2 separate regions of the Mus musculus genome follow, and region 1 is linked to region 2. The links are chromatin contacts, called in public HiChIP or PLAC-seq maps. All regions are on one chromosome and are shown on one strand. Each heading gives the region's core, a stretch centred on a gene start, on an enhancer-like site or on the middle of the called end of the contact. The rest is flanking DNA. Distances are from core to core; before and after follow the strand shown. Region 1 overlaps Rngtt (RNA guanylyltransferase and 5'-phosphatase). Region 2 holds the start of Casp8ap2 (caspase 8 associated protein 2).

Evidence for each region. HiChIP or PLAC-seq counts read pairs in DNA pulled down with a chosen protein or histone mark.
Region 1: an H3K27ac HiChIP or PLAC-seq map of trophoblast stem cells shows a contact between it and region 2, with 6 times the contacts expected there. The contact joins the enhancer-like site here to the promoter of Casp8ap2 in region 2. A contact is called at or near these places in 2 of 39 promoter capture datasets (liver and neutrophils), 2 of 115 datasets of contacts at active chromatin or transcription factors (bone marrow-derived macrophages and trophoblast stem cells) and 1 of 9 other capture datasets (liver).

Annotation. Positions count from the first base shown.
Region 1 is chr4:33,336,665-33,342,056 of GRCm38.p6, forward strand. Rngtt (RNA guanylyltransferase and 5'-phosphatase) reads left to right here. Exons shown (of 16, transcript NM_011884.3): 7 at 1,199-1,308; 8 at 2,327-2,428. Among named protein-coding and RNA genes, the nearest start is that of Rngtt, 29 kb to the left of the region's middle. Within about 2 kb of position 1,522, at least 102 of the 459 cell types and tissues checked have an H3K27ac peak or open chromatin away from gene starts, as enhancers often do. A contact at or near this core is called in bone marrow-derived macrophages and trophoblast stem cells, where this site is marked.
Region 2 is chr4:32,611,975-32,617,508 of GRCm38.p6, forward strand. It overlaps Casp8ap2 (caspase 8 associated protein 2), which reads left to right and starts at 3,496. Exons shown (of 11, transcript NM_001122978.2): 1 at 3,496-3,518.

The sequences.
Region 1 (5,392 bases), core at 272-2,771, 720 kb after region 2:
AGGGATATTGACACAACTTGAGTATTCTCAGTATATTACAGGTCTTAGAGCTTTGCTTTTAGAATATATTTTTGGTATTTAGTTTCTAATGCTAGAAAGAGCCTTATTAAACAACTGATTTTTAAAAGTTCTTTTTAGATAGGCTGTCAGTATATAGCCTAGCTAGCCTCAAACTTACTGTGTAGCCCAGGCTGGTCTTAAACTTGTGGACTTCCTGCCTCAGCTACCATAGTGCTGGAATGACAGGTATCATCACAGCTGATACTAGAAGTGTGTTTTCTTTTTAAAGATTTATTTTATGTGTATGAGTGTTTTGCTTGCATGTATGTGTAACACTTGCATGTCTTTTGCTTGCATGTATGTGTGTGTAACACTTGTATGTCTTGTGTCCATGGGAGTATGAAATGGTGTTGGATGCCCTGGGACTGGAGTTCCAGATAGTTGTGAGCTGCCCTGTGGCTGCTTGGAATTAAACCAGGGTCCTTCTGCAAGAATAGTCAGTGTTCTCAACCGTTGGCTTTCTCTTCAGTCCCCGCTCCCACACAGTGATGTCTGTCTGTCTATCTATCTATCTATCTATCTATCTATCTATCTATCTATCTATCTATCTATCTAAATCACTTGTAATATTTTTCTTCCTCTTCCCAAGTGCCTTGCTTGCCAAGTCTTGGCCAGAAGGTTGAACTTTGCAACTTGTAGACCAGATTTTCTTACTCTTTATTAGCCAAAGTTGTTATATAGTTTTATTGATACTACTGGCAGTAGCCCTTTGTACCTGAAACTAATTTAGTATACATTTAGACTAATGTTTTAGTTTTAAAAAGTATAAAAACCCAAGCCTAGAAGATTTTATAGACTTTCCTAGAGTACACCATTTGTTTTTTTTAGCTTTGAGACTGGGTCTTATTATATAGCCTAAGGTAGCCTTAGAATTATAATCTCTTTGCCTGAGCCCCCTCTGTAACTGGTAGGTTATAGATGTCACTAGTACAGCAGGTGGACAGACTGTTTCTGTTTAATATGAATTTTCCTAGGCTTGTGAAAATAAATTGTTTCTGTTTAATATGAATCTTCTTAGGTTTGTGAGAATAAATTGATTTATTTCTTTGTAAATATGTTTGTCCTCTAATTATATGTGTGTGTATAGACTTATACACACTTATATATTTATTGTAATTTTTTCCTCTTTTCTTTAAAGGGAGCTATTTTCTTGGAAGGCATAACTGTTAAAGGTGTAACTCAAGTAACAACTCAACCCAAGTTAGGAGAGGTGCAGCAGAAATGTCATCAGTTCTGTGGCTGGGAAGGGTAAGAAGTATTTTCAAGTTTTAAATAAAATTTATTCTTTGTGTAACACAGCTAATGCAGACATTAATTGGGCATTTTTGCTTCTTAAAGTTAGTGTGAACATTGAGGGCTTAAGAGGATTTCAGGTTTTTTCAAGGAAATCTGTAAAGGTCATGCTGAGTCAGGGTCCTATGACTCAGCTCTTCCTGGAGAATGCAGCACTGCTGTTGTCAGCAGAGTTTTTCTTTGATCCCTTTGTGTCTGCTGCTGCTGACTAATGTCAGACTGATCTTACCAGTGGAGAATAACAGGGGAAGACTCCCAGTGTCCACCTCTGCTTGCACTGTGCTTCCCCTCAAATTTAGTACGCATGACCTGAAGGGCAAAGCAGGTGTGTTTTATACTTCACAGCCTGGGGCAGGTGTGTCTCATACTTCAGAGAAAAGCTTGAATTTTAGCTTAATTACCTTAACAGTACCAGACCCGAGGGCACCCCTGGCCCCTTCCCCTCTCCTACTGCTGGGATTATAGCACTTGCTTCCAGGCTTGGCTTTTACATGGGTGCTGGAAACCCTAACACTTCCTTTTTACATAACAGGCATTTAGCCACTGAGTTCCCTCTCCAGTCCTATATAATAACATTCTTAAATTAGCCCAATATTTATATTACAACAGTGGCAATTTAGTCCATTGTAAACTTGTATTTTAAAATGTCAAGAAATTGTTAAACTTTTTTTCCCCTGAGACTGTGTATCTGTCTTGAAGCTCACTCTGTAGATCAGGCTGGCCTTGAATCCATACATCTACCTGCTTCTGCCTTCCTGAGTGTTAGGATTAATGGTATGCACCACTACTCCTGGCTGAGAATGATAGTCTTCTGTTAGAACTTTTGTGATAGTTGATGTTACTCCATTTGAAACTACTCTCATGATAGGAAGAACATTGTGATCAACATGTGAGACATTTGAGATTGGTTTAACACAAGATTGCATTATATGAGTTGTAGCCATGACAGAGTAATTAATGTTCTTTCTTTAAGGTCTGGGTTCCCTGGAGCACAGCCTGTCTCCATGGACAAGCAAAATATTAGACTTTTAGAGCAGAAGCCTTATAAAGTAAGCTGGAAAGCAGACGGCACTCGGTAAGTTCCACTACTAAAAAATAATTACAGAAATAACTAATGCTTGAAGAATGAATATTGCATTATTAGGGAGAGTGAGTTCCTCAGGACTTGAGTTTCTGACTTGAACAGCAAAATAAATGTGTTTCAGAAATTACATAGCTTTTATTTTATTGGTATTCTAAGCTGTATAAGCAGTTTTAGTTCGTTCTGCTGAATAGTTGGCTTCAGATTTCTGTTAGTTTTGTATACGTCTAAATGAATTTTAACAGCTTTTTGAGAAAGGATTTCTTTGTAGCCTAGGCTAGCCTCACCTACTCTGAATCTGCAGCAGTCCTATTGCAGGGGTTAAGGTATGAGCCATCAGACCTGTTTATACTGCATGCATGGGAAGAACATGTAGGCCACAGTATAAAAAGCCGCAAGAGTGGATCTGGAATTCAGCCATATGGACTATTTTTATTTATTTTATGTATGTGAGTACACTGTTGCTCTCTGCAGACACACCAGAAGAGGGAGGGCATCAGATCCCATTACAGATGGTTGTGATCCACCTTGTGGTTGCTGGGAGTCAAACTCAGGACCTCTGGGAGAGCATAGAAACTATTTCTAATTTTGGTGGTACTAGGAATTGAATCTTGGGTCTCATGCATGTGAGCTCTGCCACAGTATTTTCTGTATTGCCAAATGATGTCTTCATTATTTAAAAAAAAAACTTTGGCTATTTTAATTTTAATTTATTTCTTTCCCATAATGTCTTCTTTATAAAACCTCCAGAAGAGAACATCTTCCCATGAAAATGCCCTACTCTGTTAGGATAATGGTGTTAAGAATTGGGTATTTGTTCCTTCAGACATCACTCCTCAGTTTTTCTGCCTGACTCCGTTTCCCCATTTTCAGATCTTTCATGGAGATGGGACATGATAACTATTGTTCTATTATAAATAAGCTGTAGGAAAACCATGCTGGTTTCTTTCACCTTGTTTTGTAATGTTAGTTAGAATTGCACAGTACCTGTCACTTAGTGGGTGAGCAGTAGCTTGTAGAATTAATATTTATTGCTGTTATGGGTAAACACTCTATCTGAAATACTGGGAGCCAGAGTGGTATGAAAGATTTACACATAATTGGAATTGGATTTGCTGGGGATGGGATTCATGGAAATGGTCTTAAAGGTAATTAGATCCAATAAATACATACAGATTTTACCTAACAGTTTTGCAATAGTGTGGTTTCAGATCAGTGTTCCATGAGTTTCAGATTCAGCAATTTGGATTACAGATGTTCTGATCATCAGAGCAGAAGTTTAATTCTGTGTCTAAGAAAGGTGATAAGTTTTTTTTTTTTTAAAGCAGAATAAAGGAAACCATATGTGGTTCATGTTTGTAATCCTTAATATTTTTTCCTTTTCATCAAACATTTTTCTATTTAATAGTAATGTATAGTTGTTTCTTTTTTGGTTTTTGTATTTAGATAAGCAATATAATACTGCAAAGCTTATACTGGATAAAAGTTATAGTCTGTTTCTATTCCTTCTTCCTTCCCATCAGTTCTACTCCACAAAGCGACTGCTTTCAGCCATTGTTACCTTTAACTACTTGAATGCTGTCCCACGTCTCTCTCCTTGGAGCCGTGAGTGAGATGCTGTTAATATAGTTCACCAGCATCCTTATGTCCCCTTTCCTTTCAGTATTCCATCGTAGTTACTTCACTGCTGGTCTTCACTGGCTGCAGTTTATTCTTCCTGGTCTTGGCTTATTAACCCTAAACAGTGCTTGTTGAGTGGAGCTAGTGCTAGAACCCAGGGCATCCTAGGCAAGCAGTCTTGTTTCTGAGCTACATCTCCAGTCCTGACTTAAAATTGAATTGTCTGTCTGTCTGTCTGTCTGTCTCTATCTCTATCTACTATGTATGTGAGTATGTGGTGTTTTCATATAGGCAGGTGTATGCCTCAGAATATGTATAGAGGTGAGGGGGTAAGTTGTATGGGTTGGCTCTCTCTTTCCATCATGTGGGTCCCTGAGATTAACTTAGGTCTTTAGGCTGGGAGCTAAGTGTCTCCCTGCTGAGCCATTTTACTGGCTTCAAGTCCTAACTTTTAATATTTGCAGCTGTTACTATTTATAGACACTTTGGTAAACACAGTTTTTAAAAATTATTTTATGAATATATGTGTATGCCTCAGTGTGTTTGTGTGTACCACCTATGTACAGCAGGGGTCAGAAGAGTGAGTTACCATATCTCTGGAGTTACAAAAAGTAACTCTTGATGTGTAGGTGCTGGGAATCAAACGTGGGTCTTCCGCAAGAACAGTGAGTATTTTCAACTCCTGAGCCATCTCTAGCCCTGGTAAACAGATTTTAAAAACATTAAATAAATTAAAAAAAAATGTGTGTGTGTGTGTGTGTGTATCTGTGTGTCTGTGTGTGTGTGTATGCATGCATGTCACATATGTGCAGGTGCCCATGGAGTCCAGAAGAATGCATTAGAACCCCTGGAGCTGGAGTTTTTAGCAATTATAGGTGCTGGTGATCTAATTCAAGTTCTTTGGAAGAGAAGCAAGTGCTTATAACTGCTCTATCTCTATAGCCCCTAAAAAACTAAAAAACCAATTCTGTGGTCTAATTAATTAGTTAATTAATTAATACTAATTATTATTGAGCGAGAGAGGCAGCCTGGACAACCTGGAGCTTGCTGCATAGCAGAGGTTGACCTTGAACCAGGGACCTCCCAAGTACTGAGATTATAGGCATATATCAGCATGGCCAGTTGTGGTTGAAATTAAATGGTGAAAATAATGTTTTTCTTCTTACTGGAAATATTTTTAGATTAGTGGAAGGGATCTTTTTAAAGAAATTATTTAGTTTTTAAAAATTTTCATGTGCATTGGTGTTTTGCCTACATGTATGTCTATATGAGGGTGTCAGATCTTAGAGTTACAGACAGTTGTGAGCTACCATGTAGGTCCTGAGATTTGAATCTGGG
Region 2 (5,534 bases), core at 2,246-4,745:
TAATTGAAAAGCTGGGTGTGGTGATGCATATCTGTAATCCCAGCACGCGAGAGGCTGTGGCAGAAAGATTGCAGGTTTGAGGCCAGGCTAGGCAACTGAGTGAGTTGAAGGCAGCTTGGACTGCATAGGAAGACCCTGTCCCAAGAACCAAAGAAGAAGGAGAGGAGGAAATAAGGAAGAAAGGGAGGGAAGAAGGGAAGGAGAGAGAGAGAGAGAGAGAGAGAGAGAGAGAGAGAGAGAGAGAGAGAGAGAGAGAGAGATCTAACACAGAATATTCTCCAAGAGTTAGGAGTTGAAGAGCATGTTCAACTACATCATAACTTTGAAGGCAGCCTGGACTATGTGAGAATCTATTTTGTGAGAACTGGGGATTGTGGGGGAGATGAAAGAGACTGAGAGAAGGGTCGGCAATTAAGAGCACTTGCTGCTTTGGCACAGCATCTGAGTTCAGTTCCCAGCACCTTCATGATACCATCCATAATACCATTTCCGGGGAGTAGGGGGCAGCAGCTCTCTCTTCTGGCCTCCACAGCACTTGGTATATAGTGGACTGAAATGCATGCAAGCAAAATACTCATGTATATAAAATAAAAACAAATAAATTGAAAACAAAAAAATACCCAAAATAGATTTTTCAATGTATGTGTGGTGAACACAATGTATGCATATTCATGTTTGCATACACACGGACACATATGCATGCAGGTACATATATATATATATGTGCATGTAGAGGCCAGAGATTGACATTAGTTATCTTCTTTGATGGCTCTCTACCTTATATATTGAAGCAGAGTCTCTCACTTGAATTCAGAGCTCTAGCTAGCCACCTTGCTCCAGGGATATCCCCTGTCTCTTCCTCTTGAACACTGAAATTACAGATGGACCTGGATACCCAGCAGTTACATGGGCTCTGGAGATCTGAATTTCACACTTATGTGGAAAGCACTTTTACTTGCAAAGCCATCACCCCAGTCATATGATACATTTTTTTTTTTTTTTTTGGTTTTTCGAGACAGGGTTTCTCTGTATAGCCCTGGCTGTCCTGGAACTCACTCTGTAGACCAGGCTGGCCTCGAACTCAGAAGTCCGCCTGCCTCTGCCTCCCAAGTGCTGGGATTAAAGGTGTGCGCCACCATGCCCGGCATATGATACATTATTCAATGAATAGTCAAATGTATACTTTCATCTAAGGACTGTGGATACATTTTTATTTGGAGGAGTCCTGAGATAGGTGTCGCTCCGTGGTAGATCACGTGCTTCGCATACGCCATGAACTCATTCTCTACCACTATGAGGTGAAAATACTGTGAGGTGATATTTAAGAACATGGGAAAGTTAAGCTGGTGCCCAACTAGAACCTTCACCACTGCTGACTAGTACGGTGCTGGAAAGGTATTCTGGATGTTCCTGGAGGTGAAGGGTGATCATCAATATTACCCAGCCATAGACCCTGCCATTTACAACAGGAATGCCTGCAAGACATATTTGTATGTTCCTTCATTTACTGACCGGGCCAGGGTAGAAACGGCTGTTAGAAATCAAACTAGGCTAGTGGGAGAAACTGTGGCAATTTTGAGAGTAATTAGACATTTTACGCCTTTATCAGAAACAGAATTTAATGGCAATTACCAGACTCAATACAGTTGCTGTTGCCAGGGTACAATGATGTCTGCAAACTATAAAGGGTATACAAAATTAATGCTAAGACCAATTTTTCTGTCAAGCTTCCTTCCATGTTTCTTTGGCTTCTGAGCGACCATACATAGAAACACAAAGAGTACTGAGTACTTCACTGCCTGAAGCATTTGGTCTCTCAGGAATGGGAAGGCGCATCGTGCTTCAGGAGCCATGGACTCTAAACTGAGAAACCTATGCTGCATGACTCTCAAGGCATCTATGCCAGGTCAACGCCATGGGTCCCTGCACATATTGGTGCAATAGTGACGTGCATGCTATAGGAATAACAAACCATTTTCTGTGTGGATTTAAGGTCTGCTCAGTGAGACCATATCTGACACTGCTCAAATGGCCAAGAACCTGAGACTAGATAGTTCATAAGCCTAGAGGTAAAACTACTACTATGATTCTGCAAAGGCCAATAAAATACTCATCACGACATAGCGCTATACCCCTAAATCACTGCATTATTCAAGACTCATCAGAGAAACTTCTTACAGTAGGAAGCAACTAACAATGGGCAGAGAGTGAATCTTTGGAGCACTTAGCCCTAAATGGGACGCCTTCATCAAACCCTTTGCCTCAAGGATCAGGGACCCATTACCCAAAAGGAGGCAGAGAGACTCTCAACAGCCAGAGGTGGCGGATGACTCCAAGAACTGTGTCATCCAAGGAACAGACACAACAGGACTAATAAATATATGAATGCAGAGGCCGATAACCCTCATAAGACCCGTTGGGGTTCAAGCCTGAGGAGGTATTTGCAGTTGAATTCAACCTGCAGAGAAAGGAGACAGCAGTTTTCTTTAGTAGAGTGGCACTGGTCTATCAGCCAGACTTTGGGGAAGGGACAATACCCAGGAGTAGTTGACCAATATAAATTGAATTCCATGTTTTTGTGTCTGAGCTTTTTGTTTCGTTTTGTATTGTCTTGGCTTTGTTTGTTTTTTCTTACTGGTTTCTTTTTTGTTTCTTTTTCCTTTTTTCTTTCTTTTTTTGAGAAAGAGAACATGAAGTTCGGTGGGTAAGGAGGTGGGATCAGAGATGCGTTCGGGTAGGGGAAAAACGATAAAAATAATTTATTGTATATATATATGTATATATATATATATATATATATATTTTTTTTTTTTTTGGTTTGGTTTTTCGTGACAGGGTTTCTCTGTGTAGCACTGGCTGTCCTGGAACTCACTCTGTAGACCAGGCTGGCCTCGAACTCTGAAATCCACCTGCCTCTGCCTCCCAAGTGCTGGGATTAAAGGCGTGCGCCACCACGCCCGGCTTTACATAAAAAAGTTTAATACGGAAAAACAAAAACAAAAACCTTCTTCTATCCCGCTGAATTAGTAATTCTACGCTACGTTCACCATCCAGGATGGCATCTTAAAGGTCAGATCTTAGCGCTGTCTAGCGCGCAGCTGACACAATTTATACACTAAAGACCTCAAGCCTTCTCCACTTGCTCTCAGCCAAAACAGCTAGGAGCCTCCACCTTTACTTTCCCTTTCATTAGCGTCTCCCAGACCCGCCCCACTTCCGCTCTGGTGACGTCTTTTCCGCGGAGAAACCCCGCCCCGTTGTCACTGAGGTCACGGCCCGCCCACTTCCCTTCGGAGCCACAGAAGAGTAAGTACCAGAGTTTGGCGCCAACTGGAATCTTTTTTTCCGCCTTCAATGGCGGGAACTGGCTGTGTGCGCCGAGACGTGCTTTGCGTCTTATCTAATTGGTTGTCGGCGCTCGGTCCCGCCCTGGCGTCCTTACCGTGAGCTGCGATTGGTGGAGACGGCGGAGCGCCTGGCGTCCGGACAGCGGCCGCTGTGCGGGGCTGGCCGGCCGGGTAAGTTCCTGAGGGCCTGTCGCGGGGCTGCTGGGGAGAGGCAGCGGGGTGCCGCCTGGGATGGCTTACGCTCTGGGCGAAGGGTTGTGCCTGGCTGGGCCTCGAGGAGCCAGCTGCCGTCCTCGGGGAGCGCCCCTCGGAGCGTCTCGGGGGGCGCTGGGGCGAGCACCCGGAACATCGCCGGGTCTACAGCGCGCCCCTCCCCTCCCCCACCCGTGTCTCCCAAGTCCCTACTGCCGAGCTCTCGGTGAGTGTGGAGAAGGGGCTGTCCCGAGGGTCGGGCGATCAGTGACAGGGGCAGTTTCCCAAGCTGAAAGCTTGAGAGAAGAAGTTGTTTATGTGCTCTCCGCAGCGCCTCGAACCATCCCTGACATGGGAATGTAGAATTCTCAGGAAGCATTAGTGCTTCAAGGATCCTCTTGGCGGTCTTTTCTCGCCACACCAACACCAAACTTCTCGCTGAAGGCCTTTCTCCTATGAGCTTCAACCCCGCCTTGGAAGGGACTAGGCCACTAGGCAAGACTTCTTGGCTCTGTTACCATACCCCAAATTATTTTTTTTCCATAGTATTTCCTGCCATCTTACGGGATATGTCCAGAGATTTATGTTTTAAGGGGTGTTTTTGATTTTTGACATCTGACTGGAATTTATCCCAGCTCTCCACTTTCTAGCTGTTGGCTGCAGCAGATTTTCTAATTGGCTCTGTTAGGTTCCTCATCTATTTAGACGGGATAAGGAATAATATAGACTTGATAGGAGCTTCAGGATAATTTAAAGGAGTACTTAGCGCACTTATATCAATACTTGACTTGTGTAATGTATGCTGCTTTTCATGCCTGTCTCATCCTCAGAACCTAGAGTGAGATTTGCCTCTTAGCTTTTGCCTGGTTGTTTTCCTTCTACAAATGTATGCTTTTGTGTATTGAAAAATTTGAACTTCATACTGCTTTCAGAAAAGATTAGATGACCCCTTTCTCTATGCATTTGCTTATGAATCTGTTGAAGCTGTTTATCCTTCCAGATAATGGTTATCAACCTGTAAAATTTTTAAAGAACATTTTGGTGCTAGGGACTGGCCTTTTCAAAGCTGTGAGGACTGCACACTACTGAGCAACCTTCCTAGCCCAGCAGCTGTTATTAATCAATCATTAGCTTCTTGGTTTTTAAAACTTGGCCTCTGCATGTTTCAAAGGTGTACCACTCCTCTCAGTAGTAACTCAGATGGGAGATGAGAAGAAGTATAGAAAGATCTCTCTCACTCCTCTACCTTTCATATTCTCTCTCTCTCTTTCTTCTCCTATCTTCCCACCCTGGGAGACTCACTGACTTGTAATTTTTTTTTTAATATACCTGTCACCATGATGCTAATGAGCCCCAAATCATCTTAACTCTCCTTTTCTTTTAAGAAAAATCTGTTAGGGATCCAACTCTATTTCTAACCCAGACCGACATTTTCACCTGATTGTTGTACAAGTGATTCACCGGGTCTTCTTTATTTCTCCATTACCATTAAAAGAATGCCTTCCACCTTATCAGAGGTAGAAATTTCGGAATCATCTTTAACTAATTTGGCATTTCATTAGCTTAACAAATTATTTTATTACTTACTAACTACTAACCGCTATGCCAGACAGTGCTAAGAGCTGATGATGGTGGGGAACAAAACAGATGACCCTTGTCCAACCTGGGCCTGTACTGTCAGCAAGGTGGACGTGTTTTCTCAAATCCCACGGGAATGTAGAGTTGAATTTAAATGTAACTTTAATCACCTGATGTAATTGTCATTTCCGAAGCTTACTGCCTGAGTCCTGAAAGCTTCTAGCTGCTGTACAATCTAATCTAGTCCTGGAGTGTTTTCAGCCTCTGAGACTTATTGCTGAGTAAGCTCATCTTTTCTCATTCTTTCTGACCTGTCTGGCTTGTTCTGTCTTCCTGTGTCTAGCTTGTTCTTTCTCTCGCTCTCTCTCTCTCTCTCTCTCTCTCTCTCTCTGCAACCTGTCTCTGTACACCTGTCCC